Linked DNA regions of Mus musculus: regions 1 and 2 are each linked to region 3. A link is a contact called in public HiCAR-type and promoter capture Hi-C data. All regions are on one chromosome and are shown on one strand. Each heading gives the region's core, a stretch centred on a gene start, on an enhancer-like site or on the middle of the called end of the contact. The rest is flanking DNA. Distances are from core to core; before and after follow the strand shown.

Region 1 (4,549 bases), core at 857-3,356, 1.2 Mb after region 3:
GACACAAGCTAAAGTCATCTGGGAAAAGGGACCTCGGGTGAGAAAATGCTTCCTTCAGATTGGTCTGTAGACAAGTCTGGCTGGCTTTCTTGGTTACCGATTAATGTGGGAGCTCTGTGTTGCCTGTGGTCCTTAGGCAGTATTGACCTGGGTTACACAAACACACACACACAACTAAGCTGCAGCTATTCATCTATGATCTCTGCACGAGTTCCTGTCCTAACTTCCCTTCATGGTGGACTAGAGAAGTTTTAAGTTGAAATAAACCTTTCCCTCCCCAAGTTGATTTTGGTCATTATGTTTATCATAGCAACAGAAAGCAAACTAAGGGGCTGGAGAGATGGCTCAGTGGTTAAGAGTACTGACTGCTTGTGCTGAGTTCAATTCCCAGCAACCACATGGTGGCTCACAACCATCTGGAATGGGATCCGATGCCCCCTTCTGGTGTGTCTGAAGACAGCGACAGTGCATTCATATAGATAAAATAAGGTGAGCCTTTAAAAAAAAAGAATAAAAATACATATTAAAATCATTTTGAAGATAACATTCATCTAAAAACTTTAAAAACCTAATACTGTAGCTGTGGAGATGGTTCTAATAGATAAAGCATTAGATTTGCAGGCCTAGGGACTTATAATTGTTTGAGTCCCAGAACCACATAAAAATGTTAGTTGTGGCCCATGCTTATAATTTCTGAGCTGGAAGGCAGAAACAGAAGGATCTCCTAGACTTGTGCTCAGCCAGTCTAGCCTGATTCCTGAGCTCCAGATCAGTAAGAGGCCCTATCTCAAAAGGGAATAAATGGTGCTTGCGAGGATAACACCTAAGGCTGCCCTTCAGCCTCTGCATGCATGTGTGTACCTGGGCACATAGATTTAAAAAGAACCAAATTAAGACCACAGGCTTGAAATGTAGCCCAGAGGCACAGTCCTTAACCAGATGCTGTGACAAGCTTTTACCATGTGATTCTATTCCCTACCTTCTTTCTATGGCAAACCTTATGTGATGTTCTTACCCAAACGGCTTTTATTCACTTATTACCATTACTATCACATGTGTGCATGATGTGTGTGAGGGCATGCATGCCACAGTCTATAAGTATGGTGATCAGAGGATAACTGTTAATGTAAACTGACAGCAAATGCACACATAATTAGTAAAAAATGCTACAAAATAAAGACCCGAGCTTCCAAGTGCTAAAATATCCAAATGTGTGTATCCATACATTTAAATTACTTTGAATTATATATTTGACCTTTGAAGTCTTAAGTTTTTTTCTGCAGATAATTTAGAAGGGAGAAACTTAAAAAATAGCAAAGGATAGCTATGTGACCTTAGGCCAACTGGCGGCTTTTGACTTGCTTTCTCCTCTGTGAAACGGAATGTTTAACTTCTCAGCATTCTGACAGTATAACTGTCACTAGTGTCTGTTTCCCGGAGTGGGAGACTTGGGGGGGCGGGGGAATCTGGTGTTGGACCTGGTTGAGCGCCCAAGCAGGCGTTGGATAAGCCTGCACTGGACAGCATGGCTGTCTGCAGACCAGCGGCACCCCCAGAATGCAGGAAGGATAAACGGAGAGCTTTTCGGTTTTCACCCGCGTAATTCTGTCCTCCCAGGTCCCTTCGGCTGCCCCGCTGAATACACAAGCGCAGCGCTGGCCACCGTAGCAACCAAGCTTCTCCACCAGCGGCGCTCAAAGCTGCCTGCGCGGCGAAGTCAAGGCCACTCCCTGCCGCCGACCGTCCGTGTCGACTAGGCTCGAAGCAGGCGGTGACCTCGCCTCCAACTGCGGCAGTTCGTTTGAATTCTGGCGCCACTCCCACGCCACGTCGAGCTGAGCCACCCCGCCAGACTCGGAAGAGACCGGTGGCGGCGAGCCAGCGGGAGCGCGCGCAGCAACGGAGATGCACGCGGCGGCGGGCGGGCGGCGCGCACCACGCCCCGGAATGGCCTGTAAAAAAAAAAAGAGGTCCAAGGCGCGCGCTCCCACGCGTTGCTTCATGAAAAGCCACGCCCCCACGTACTCTCGCGTCCAATCAGTGACAGAGGGAGGGGCAGCCTCGATCTCGCACAAAGGAGACTATAAAAGGAGCTGCGGTGAACCGGGCTCGTTCTTTTACGACGGAGCCTAAGATATTCTTTGTCTTGTCGGTGAGTGAGTTACAGTCGGATGACCAAGTGAAATATAGGGGTGCAACGAGGATTTGGAGGCTTCTGAGACTTGAACTTAGGGTACTGGTGTAAACTTCCTCGGAGAAGTGCGCAGCAGCTAATGATATTTCGGGATTGGAGTCTGGGCCCCAGTGAGATTCGTACTAAGCGGCCTGACTGAAGGCCGCATGCGTTCTAGTTCCTGAGTCCCCGCGTGGGTAGGTTTTTACAGCAGGGTTTGCAGCCTTTTGTGCTGTTCCGAAGGTACTAGAGTCACCGAAAGAGACATCCTATTATATGCACGTTCACAAGGACAATGGCGCCATTGTTCTTCGCGTCTTCAAAGCAGCTACAAGAAGAAACCAAGGTAAAGGCGATGCAGCTTCTATATTTTAAGAATATTGTTATAGTGCAATAGGAAGTGATGTGTGATGCTTAAATTTTGTTTTTTGATTTTTCATTATATTAGATGGAGGGGAGCCCAAAGCATCTGAGAGAATTGATAAATGAAAGAAACATGCTTAAAACATGACCGTTTTAAAGGGTGTGTATTGAAGCCTAGATTTTTTCCCTTGTAAGCATGCAAACATACCGTTGTGAAGTAAGAATCCGGGTTCCTGGAAATGTATTGTGAAGTAGTCCTGGCCAAACTACTCTGGCCTTTGCAATTTGGAGTGACTGTTGTGAATGCATGGTGTACAAATTGATTGTACAAACAGTTGTGAGACATACCGGGTCAGAACAGTGATGAAATACATCCCGAAGATGATGACCTGAAGATAAATGCAGCTTCTGAGAGAAGACCATTGTGTTTAAGTGGTAGTCTTGTTAATGCAGTTCTTACTCATAGCATGTCATGGTACCTCTTTCTGTAGTGAATGCTGACCAGTGAGATGCCAGCCTGCGTGTGAAGATCCTACAGCAGAAGTGCATGTGAGTGGTGCTCTGTTTTGTTTTCTGCTGAGCTTACTGTCGTTGGTCTAGTCTATGATGATCCTATCCCGAACCTGAATTCCTGTTGAAAAACCATAATTACGGATCTGGCTTCTGAGATGGACCATTGCAAAGGACTATTGTGTTCTTCTTTAATGTTGGCAATGACGTAATGCCTGTGTTTTTGTTTTTATATTTTAGGGCCAGTGACACAAGAACTTGCGAGAGATGCCAGTCCGCCTGTGAAGATCCTGCAGCAGGAGTGCATGTGAGTGGTGCTCTGTTTTGTTTTCTGCTGAGCTTACTGTCGTTGGTCTAGTCTATGATGATCCTATCCCGAACCTGAATTCCTGTTGAAAAACCATACTTACGGATCTGGCTTCTGAGATGGACCATTGCAAAGGACTATTGTGTTCTTCTTTAATGTTGGCAGTAACATAATGCCTGTGTTCTTATTTTTATATTTTAGAGCCAGTGACACAAGACGTGCGAATGAAAACTAGATGTGACCATCCAGAAAAAGCATAGACAAAAAAATGCAGTCTTAGTACTGGGATGTTTGAGATGGGGTCTATCTACATGTCTCTAGCTGTCCCTATCAGGACAGCATCTGGTGTGGCCTGCAGAGTTGATTCCTGTACTTTTTTTTTTTTGTGGGCTGTATGTAAATGGATTGTTTTGACAATCCATTCGACAGTGTTCTCTTCTGTGAAGGTCATAGGTGAGCTGATTGACAGACACAGCTGTACAGACTGAATGCAATCCTGACTATAAAGCTGCAGTTCATCATTATGAGCTATTTCCTTATTCTGGCAGTGATTGAAATAAAATGGGGAGTATTGAAATAAAAAACATTCAATTGCAAATATTTATTCAATTCTTTTTGTGTCAGAAGATTAACCAGAGTGCCCTGGTACATGGTTCATTCCACTTCTGTGGGAATTGGGTTTGCAAAGTTACTGTGCAAAGCGCACTGTCAGCTCCCAAACTAGCTAGCATGATCATACACATTATCAGGTTTCCCTGAGAACTTGTCAAAAAATTCCCTCCCTACCCATTTCTTAATTGGGGGGGGGGGTTCTAGACAGGGTTTCCTAGCCCTGGCTGTCCTGGAACTCTAGACCATGCTGGCCTTGAACTCAGAAATCCACCTGCCTCCCCAGTGCTGGGACATTTCTTAATTTTGAGACAGTTTCTATGTTCTATGCTTGGTTTGTCTTTATTCCACCTGCCTCTGCTTACCAAGTACTAATACTAAATGGGCTTCTACATTAACTGCTGCACCCTTCCATTCTCCTTTGCTTATGGGCTTCTGTTTTGATACAGTATCTCAAAATTGTCCTAGCACTCAACTGCAGAGATGGCAGTCCCCAGTTTAGAGATAAAGGAGATCTAGTCTTCACACTTAGCAGAGGGACTCTGGTTTCTTTCCCCCTGTACATGTTATGTCTTCCTGGTGCCATT
Region 2 (4,712 bases), core at 1,389-3,888, 1.2 Mb after region 3:
AGAAGCCAGACAGCCCAGAGACCTAGGATAGAACCAAACGCGCTTGGCCAATAAATAAATAAAATGCTTCCTAATGATATTCTGCTCATAGTAAATGAGGTTTCCTTGGAAACTGATGCAGAGACCTATAGCCAAATATTAGGTGAAGTTGAGTGAAATCTGCAGAAGACAGAGAAGAAGGATTATAGGTACCAGAGGAGACAAGGACACTACAAGAAAACCTACAGAATCAACTAATCTGGATTCACAGGGGCTCACAGAGACTAATCCTACAATCAGGGAGCCTGCATGGGTCTGACCTGGGCACTGAGCACTTTTTTTTTTTTTTTTGGTTTTTTGGAGACAGGGTTTCTCTGTGTATCCCTGGCTGTCCTGGAACTCACTTTGTTGACCAGGCTGGCCTCGAACTCAGAAATCTAGCTGCCTCTGCCTCCCGACTGCTGGAATTAAAGGTGTGCGCCACCATGCCGGGCCACTCAGCACTTATTTTATGGATTTGTAGCTTGGTCTTCTTGTGGGACTCCTAACAGTGAGCTTGGGGGCTGGCTCTAACACTTTTGCCGGCTTTGGAAACCCTTTTCCTCTTACTGGGTTGCCTTGCCCAGCCTTAATAAGAGAGGTGCCTAGTCTTATTGCAACTTGATATGCCATGTTTGGTTGGTATCTCTAGGAGGCCAGTCCTCCTCTGAAGGGAAATGGAGGAGGAATGGAAGGGAGTGGGTAGGGTTGGGAGAAGAGGAGGGAGAGGAATCTACCACTGGGGTGTAATATATGAGAATAAATTAAAACTTAAGGAAAAAAAAAAAAAAACCTCCGTCTAACGGAACAATTATATCCTGTCTCTGCCCTCCCCCACAGCTCATTAGCCTATTGAGCCATGTGGCACACTGGTGCTTCCCAGCCTGTTTCTCTATTGCAGTATACTCAATACAGTGTTCTAGTCTAAAGGGCAAATGCATTCACTCATAGCCCAGCAGACCTTCCCTGTGCTGGCCACCAACATGGAGTGAGCACTAAGGTAAACCTGATAGTCCAGACTGGCTCCTGTCCTGTTCTGAAAGGTTAGCATATGATGATGTATCGGTAGGTAACTTGCAATAATGCAATCTCTACCATGAAAATGTAGGCAGACCCAGTTGATCCCAGTACGGGGATCGTCAAAGGAGCCTGTATCACAGGGGCCTGCCGTTCTATGGAGTTCAGTGAAGCAGTCAAAGGCTTGGACCAGGTGTAAATTCCCTACCAGGACCCAGGGCCTCCTGGTCTGTTATTAATGGTCTTCCTCCTCACTAGGGGGATGGGATTGCTACAGTTGCACACCCTCTTCAGAACATGAAACCTCCCCACTTTGTTCCCAGGAAAATGTTCCTATAACAATACTAGAATCTTCTGAGATAACCTCTTATCTCTGGTACTAGACATTTTCAGAAACTAAACAAAGCCTCAGACAGTGTTTCTCAACCTTCCTAATGCTGCAACTCTTTACTACAGTTCCTCATGCTGTGGTGACCCTCAGCCATAACATTATTTTTAATGATTATTAGATTATTAGTAATTTTGCTCAATGTTATGAATCCTAATGTAAACTTCTGATATGCAGGATATCTATGTGATAGTCAACCCCTGTGAAAGGGCCGTTTGACACTACCCACCCACCCCCAACCCTTTCAGGTTGAGAATCCACATGTGGAGAACCACTGTTCTAAGAGCTCAAACCTCAAGTGCCAAAAACATCACTTCATAAAGACAGGAAAACTGACGAATACAATTGCCAATACACATAAGGGTACAGTCACTACGGGAGAATTTCTCTAGGAATTTCAGGCCAATTCATTGGGATAAAAACCACCCTCTTTCTTACAGATGTGTGGGTCACAGACCTCCCCCTTCCGGCTCCAGCACCGTGGTATCAACTTACAATTTTCCCAGGCTCGCAGTTTGGGATTTCTGGGTCGTGTGAAAATTCCCAGTTTTGTAATCCGGTCTCAGATTAACGATCTTTCTCCACCCCAACTCTCCCAAAAAATGGATGCCAAGCAGGTAGCAAGATTCTTTACTGGAATGTGAGCTCACACAGGAGGCTTCCCGGCCCTGACAATCCACAGACATGAACCGCCCTCACCCCCAAGTCGCCATCTTGGGCTCTCACCTCCTTGGCAGAGCGTCCGTGTTGGCCCTTTTGGACTGATGGAATCACAGATCCAAATACTCCTAGCGCAGTCTTCGGATAAAGCAACCATTAAAGCCCTGTTCAGGCCGACTGTTCCGACTGGGAACGATGGGTCTCACAGTCACCTTCCCCTGAGCCGCTGCGGTCCGCCCTCGAACTGCGACTCAGTCCCTCCTCCAAGACCCACCTATGTTTCTGTTTCCACTGAAGTAGAAGGCACGGGTCCCGCTTCCCGAAGGTTCCGAGACCACTCTCCTCTTTTCGTCTTTCCCACCCGCCTTCAGAAACCCTGCAAGAAACGCACAGCCTGAGCAAAGGCGTCAGCACAGAGCCTGGATGCGACTTTCTATGCGGTAGCTGCCAAGAGAGCGCAGGACACAGAGATGCCTACCAGCCAAATGTCAGAGCTGTTTACCTGCTCCTGTGTGGGAGGGCCTTGTATGTTAGGGACTACATTACCCATGAGCCTCTGGGAAACTATGGTAAGTATAGAAGGACATTTTTCCACCGGGTCCACTATCGAATTACCAAGATTCAGATCAAGTACCTATCTGATAATCGCGATATGAAATTCCTTCACCTTTCTCTCATGTGAACCCCAAGTATCCCAAAGTAGTATAGAACCTGAGAAGGAAGCTTCAGTGTGTTCATCCTAGAATCAGACCAAATATCTCTGTGGGAGACGTGGAGCCTTAGAAAATCGGTGTGATATCTTTTGTAGGGTAGTCACCAGAGAAGACTACTAAACATGGGTTTAAGCCAATAAAAAGTCTTATTATCCAGACTGCAACTACCCTTGATGTTCAGGAGATCAGAGAAGCCCCACAAAATCCATGTCCCAGATTGATATATTTCAGTTCAGAACAATTAGCCAGACGCAGAACTTCAGAAGCCAGAAGGCAAGGTTAGTACATTTAGAGACTTTCCCGTAACTATGGACTTTGATGGATTAGGTTTTTGTTATAGTTTTGGCAGATGGCGCTGTCTACATGCTGAGTTTTACAGCCTGAATAGTATTTTTGTCCAGGAGTCAGCTATGCTAAGGTCTCAGAGCCTACTAAGGTCTGGGGCTCTCTTCTGGCTGTACAGAGCACTGCAGGAAGCTGAACGCTTCGTGTTTCTTAAATCCTATGAACCATTTACATCACTAGTGTATCGTCAAATTGAGCATTCTGGTACAGCACACAGTAATTTTCAAGTTCATTTTGAAATCGAACCAACATGTTGGACTTCCATTGTAATAGGAAGAAACCACAAACTATATGAATTGACAAGAGACAAAAGTTATGTTGTGTGTTGCCAATAATGCTTAGAAATAATTTGAATTTGAAATGAAAAAAATCACTTACTAAAATTGAAATGTGTTTTGTTTTGTTTTTTTGAGTCGGGATTTCTCTGTGTAGTCCTGGCTGTCCTGGAACTCACTCTGTAGACCAGGCTGGCCTCAAACTCAGAAATCCGCCTGCCTCTGCCTCTCGAGTGCTGGGATTAAAGGCGTGCGCCCCCACTGCCTGGCGAGATAATTTTTTTAAATCTTCAAAAATGAACAAATTCAAACTGAATGTGGTGGCGCATGCCTTTAATCCCAGCACTCCAGAGTCAGGAAAAAAAAAAAAGCGTTTGAGGCCAGCCTGGTCAACAGAATAGTGAATTCCAGGACAGCCAGAACGACACAGTAAAATCTGTCTCAAAAAAAAAAGGGGGGGGGGGGGGGAGACATACTCAGGAGTCAAACAAAATCTAAATAAATTTAAACAATCCCTGCCCAGAGTTGATACATTACACATTATTAAGATGAATTTTTCAACATAAACTAAATATCACTATAATCTCAATAAAGTTCCGTGAAAATGTTTCTATTTGTAGAGTGAAAGACATAAAGGCTTCAAACCTACAGGAATCTGCTTGTCTTCTACATTCCAAGTGCTGAGATTAAAGGTATGCACCACCAGGCCTGGCTCTGAATAACTTACTCCTAACAAATAAAATAATGAAGTGTCATTTGGAGGACTGTCTTATACAGAAACTGTACCTGTAGCCTCTATTTGTGCATTCTTTCTTCCTCTTTATCATTTGGCCTGAAGGAAGCCAAATGCCATTTTGCAGATTGGGCTGTAGAGGGCGCCATGGGAATAGTCTTGGAAACTAAGATCCGGCTCAAGTGGAGCTTGAGATGACTGTAGCCCTGAATATGGTGTTAATAAAATGGTAATTAAGTTTTATTTTTATCTTTTTGCCTGAGACAGGGTTTCTCTATATAGCCCTGGATATCCTAGAACTCATTGCATGTATCAAACTGGTTTTACCTCACAGAAATCTGCCAACCTCTGCCTCCTGAGTGTTGGGTTAAAGGTGTGTACCACCGTGCTCTGCAGGAAATTGAACTCTAAGCTAAAGAAGCTCTTGAATAAATCACAAACAGAAATAATAATTTGAATTTTGTATAACCTATAAAAATCCTTTTATAGCCAGGCATAGCTATCAGACCTCTGAGTTCCAGGCCAGCCTGATCTACACAGTGAGTTCCAGAACTACTCAGAGC
Region 3 (4,522 bases), core at 1,293-3,792:
CTATCTGTGCCTGGGTCCTTTTGGGATATTTCTCTGAGTATGTCACATAATACTGAGTATGTCACATAATAGCCTAGCTTGTACCTGTTTGGCTGGTAGGAAGTCCAGCAATCCTCTGAGAGGGGCGTGAGGATTATAGGAAAGATGGAAAAGAAGACTCATAGACAAAGGTTAGAAATGAGGAGGGCTGTCCAGTCTTGAGTTTAATTCTCTTAGGCTTACAGTATGTCGGGAAACAAAGTCACAAGCCAGCAGAGACAATGGATGATGTACATTTGATATCTGTACCCATCCGGAAGCCTTCCTAATCCTGCTGTTCCTTCCTCCAAGATTAACAGAACATTTAGCCCCTTGCCGTGAAGTTCAAGTATATCCCCTCTTATTGTAGACCCTGGTCTGACTTGACTCTGCCTGACAGGCAGGCTTTCACAGAAGCAGGCAAGATGACTTCCCGCAGTAGCCTCCTAGTGGTGAGAGAATGCCTGGAAGAGAAAAAGGCATTAGAGCCAGTAACCTGTATCTGCCCTAGACATGCCAGTGGGGTTATCTTGCACAGCCCAGCACAGATGGACTCTAGATGAATGTAGCATCATGGGCAAATCCAGGGAAGACTGCCTGACGTTCAACTGTCCAAAACCATGGACTCACAAAACCATGGAGATTATAAATTGAGGCTGGCTCAAGCTGCTGACACACAGAAAAAGTGAACAATGACAAGAGCTACTGAATTAAACATCCCGGGCTCCTTATCAAATAGGAGCAAACTTATTTTTTTTAAAGACATGGCTACTAGTGAATATTAATTAATATAAACTATGTTGAGCTGGTTACTCAATTAATATAAATTATGTTGAGTTGAATAGTGAGATGACAGTGTGTCTGGTACATTGTTAGTGCCCGCACACTTTTAAAGCTTTCATTTCCTATTGGTTTTTAGCTTCCATGCTAAGTCCTGCTATTTATTTATTTTCCCTTGGGCATTCTCTGTTTGAGTCAGCTTCCTGGCAATGTCTATGCTGGCTTCCTCCTAATCACATTCCTTTGACTAGTGCCCCAAACGGAAAATAGCTCTCCTAAAACAATACAATAGGTACCACCTGATCACTGTCTGCTAAGGCAATAATTTATTTTTTTAAAACTCAGGCATTTTCTCTTGTCTTATATGTAGTTTGATGCTGATTCCAATTCTGCCTGCTCCAACTTAAAGAGCTGTGAAACCAGGCCTCTTCTTTTGAACCACTGCAGATTCCCCCTCCCTCCCCCACCCTCCCAACCCCCATCCCCACCACCTGGAACTTAAATGTAGCGCTTCATCTTTAACTTGTGGGAACTTCAGTTTTGTTTTGTTTTGTTTTGTTTTGTTTTTCTTCACTTGATTTTCCAGTTAGATGATTATAACTTTCACATCTTCAAATACTCTTCATTAAAAATGTTAAGAGTTGGAGGAGAGATGGCTCACTGGTTAAGAATACTTCTAGAGGACCCCAGTTTGGGTCCCAAAAGCCTTATCAAATGAGTGACAACTGCCTGCAATTCTAGCTCCAGGGGATCCAAAGCCTCTGGCCTCTTTGGAGACCTGCATTCATATATACATACTCATATACACACATGTGCATACACATAATTGAAAATAAGAAATATAAGTCAATGTTAAATAGGACAAGCAGGGAAGGAGCCCCAAGGCACACAGCTCAACACCTCTTTCACATCTAATCTAGCACAGAGATAGTACATTTTATTAATAATTATATTATGGGTGCTGCTTTCATGCACATTAGCTCCTTGATACAGGATCCAGTATGGCCAGTGGTAGTGTATGCCAATTTTATCTATGTGGTAGTATATATGAGTAGTGAAATTCTTTGTTAAAATTAAGATTCACCATATCTAATAATGTTCTACTGACAGTAAGTGTTTATGTATCAGCAAATATTATAACATGTAATGTCTCTTTGTTTATGGACTATGGTGAACATAAAATCATATATATCCTTCTTAGGGCAGTTGTCATGAATAAGACAATAAATCAACTTGTCTTTCAACACTTTTAGAAGTTAAAGGGGATGGCAGATTCTCTCTGAAAAAATTTTCAATGTGACCCGAATGCGAAAACATAATTGAAATCCTTTAGATGCTTTTATTTCCAGAAGGGAGTCTGTGTGCAAGAAAACCTGTTTTCCCCCAGTGTAGCCATGGGGTTTACTTTGTTGAACACTTCTTCACCTTAGGTAGGAGGGGGGAGTGGAGGATCCGTCGCCTCCCTTCCCTGCGGTTCCTTTCTAGTCCATCGAGTCCTCCTAACTACTGAATGTGTTCATTACGTCCGGGATTTCTCCGGAGACGTGGCAGACACTAAGTGACAGCAAGTCAGAAACAGACTAGAAGCCCAACGGTTTCCGAGTTGAAGGGACGCACTGAGAAGTACCCGAGTCCAAGAGCCGCATCAAATACAATAGCGCCTAAACTCAGTGATGCGCTTGCGCAGCGGGCGGAAAGGTTCCCCGCCCACCTCTCTGGTGTGCGGCTGCGCGCGGAGTGGCCGCCACCCGGAACCGCTGTGCTGAGCTCGCGCCACGTCTCTTCAGGGGGCCCCTCCCCTCTCCCTGCTGTCCCTGCTGTCGCTGCGCGGGAGCCTAGAGAGGACTAGGCCCGGAGCATCATGGTCCACGAGGCTCCGCACGCTTCATCCTTCCAGATGCTGCTACAGCTGCTGCTTCTGCTCCTGCTCCGGGCCGAGCCACTGCGGAGCGCTGAGCTCACCTTCGAGCTGCCGGACAACGCCAAGCAGTGCTTCCACGAAGAGGTGGAGCAGGGCGTGAAGTTCTCTCTGGATTACCAGGTGCGGCCCTAGCCGCGTCTCACTGGGGCTACTGGTGCGCCGCCATCCGGAGCGGCCAAGATTAGCCACCAAAGGCTGAGGGGGTCGGGGATAACAACCCCAGACCGGTTGACTTCTCCCTGAGAAGAAACGTTTGTATCTGCCAGAGCCCTCCCGAAGTGGGCCAGGGGCACTGGGGAGTTAGGCAGGCTACAGGTGAGCGCTCAGGATGGGGGGCCTGTTACCGCCCCCTGTCGCCCCCTGCAGAATTGACCAGAATGACCTCTCCCAGGTACCTCCAGGAACATCAGTATTAATTAGCTGGACACCCACTGGGTGGCAGTCTGACCCAACTGTCACTTTGGGCTGGGTGTCTTGCTGGTGCTGAAGTCAGCTGCATCCTTTACAGCTGGAGTTTGGGGTGACATAGTTGGAGTGATGAAGGGTTTTTTTTTTTTGAAAGGAGGGTTCAGTGCAGACTTCGAACCCTGCCAGTGTATACTTAAGGACAGTCACACACACTCCCTCCCCAGTGGTGTGGCTATGTGGCTTGCCTCTCTGCTTACCATATGGCTCAACAAAGTTAGGTCCTGCACTTTGGTCTCCATGGACAGATCTCATAGCTAACAGTTGCTTTGGTAAAGGCTCTATCCCCTAGGGTTAATGAGTAGGCATAGGGTCAGAGGGATGAATGACCACCATAAAGCAAGACCTCTAGAAATGAGGTGACACAGGCACCCCAGTTGTGTACAATGAGTAAGCCCTTCTATGGTAGACGCTCTGAAGGTTGCTTCTGCTGACAATTCCATGTATGGTGGAGTCACTGATGAGACTGCTCTCACATCTATGGACGACATACAGTGTGTGTGTGTGTGTGTGTGTGTGTGTGTGCCTGCCTCAGCACAGGCAGCCTAAGAATAAGAACAATATTCTTGGCTGGGCAGTGGTGGCGCAGGACTTTAATCCCAGCACTTGGGAGGCAGAGGCTGGTGGATCTCTGAGTTCGAGGTCAGCCTGGTTTACAGAGTTCCAGGACAGCCAGGACTATACAGGGAAACCCTGTCTCGAAGAAACAAAACAAAACAAAACAAAACAAACAAGAACAACAACAACAACCGCCCCCCCCACCCCAGCATTCTTGATGTGGCTAGTGAGGCTCCAGAAGCCGTTGAGGGTAGGCATGCCCCATCAGTGGGGGGAAATCTATAACCACCAAAGAGACAAGCCTCTGAGAATGTAAAGGGCTTTCTAGATTAGATTGCAGTGGGAAGAGCCACCCTAAGTGGGAGTACCATCATTCACCAGGCTGAATAAAAAGGAGGAAACCAGCTGAATGCTATCGTTCATTTCTCTGCTTCCTGACTCTGGATACCATGTGATTAGCCCCTACCCCTACCCCTGGAAGCCTTCATGTTCCAGATACCATGCCTTCTCCCTGATGAACTATGCCCTCAAATTTATTTGCAAGTCAAATAAATTTGAATTTATTTGCAAGTCAAATAAATTTGGATTTTTTTCCTTGAATTGCTTCTGTCAAATGTTTTGTAGTAATACTAAGAAAAACACCGAGTGCAGTGGTCACTGCCTCTTAACTGCGTAGGCTCAGCAGGATGGGAAGCTACATGGAGTCTGTGTTGGAAAATGGTGAGGGTTAAATTACAGAATGCTTAGCGGGGTCCCCGTTATGGTCAGCATTTCAAAGAA

What was found. Promoter capture Hi-C pulls out the DNA fragments that hold promoters and counts their contacts. HiCAR-type assays count read pairs that join an accessible place to other places.
Region 1: a contact with region 3 is called in a promoter capture Hi-C map of pre-B cells. The contact joins the promoter of Snhg5 here to the promoter of Tmed3 in region 3. A contact is called at or near these places in 7 of 39 promoter capture datasets (the C10 cell line, cranial neural crest, hematopoietic stem and progenitor cells and 3 more) and 4 of 115 datasets of contacts at active chromatin or transcription factors (embryonic forebrain, large pre-B cells, memory CD8 T cells and 1 more).
Region 2: a contact with region 3 is called in a HiCAR-type map of astrocytes, with 4 times the contacts expected there. The contact joins the promoter of Zfp949 here to the promoter of Tmed3 in region 3. A contact is called at or near these places in 8 of 39 promoter capture datasets (cranial neural crest, frontonasal cranial neural crest, hippocampal neurons and 4 more), 1 of 15 datasets of contacts at CTCF or cohesin (large pre-B cells), 3 of 484 Hi-C or Micro-C datasets (the AML12 cell line, cerebellar granule neurons and myocytes), 2 of 115 datasets of contacts at active chromatin or transcription factors (astrocytes and large pre-B cells) and 4 of 9 other capture datasets (adipose tissue, embryonic stem cells, liver and 1 more).

What each region holds. Positions count from the first base shown.
Region 1 is chr9:88,520,454-88,525,002 of GRCm38.p6, reverse strand. It overlaps Snhg5 (small nucleolar RNA host gene 5), which reads left to right and starts at 2,106. Exons shown (of 5, transcript NR_040721.1): 1 at 2,106-2,519; 2 at 2,622-2,696; 3 at 3,028-3,085; 4 at 3,287-3,353; 5 at 3,555-3,951. LOC115487267 (a small nucleolar RNA gene) reads left to right here and starts at 3,135; the gene lies at 3,135-3,206. It overlaps LOC115487269 (a small nucleolar RNA gene), which reads left to right and starts at 3,403; the gene lies at 3,403-3,474.
Region 2 is chr9:88,545,946-88,550,657 of GRCm38.p6, reverse strand. It overlaps Zfp949 (zinc finger protein 949), which reads right to left and starts at 2,638. Exons shown (of 6, transcript NM_001142943.1): 1 at 2,150-2,638.
Region 3 is chr9:89,703,063-89,707,584 of GRCm38.p6, reverse strand. Tmed3 (transmembrane p24 trafficking protein 3) reads left to right here and starts at 2,542. Exons shown (of 3, transcript NM_025360.2): 1 at 2,542-2,839. The coding sequence starts at 2,660.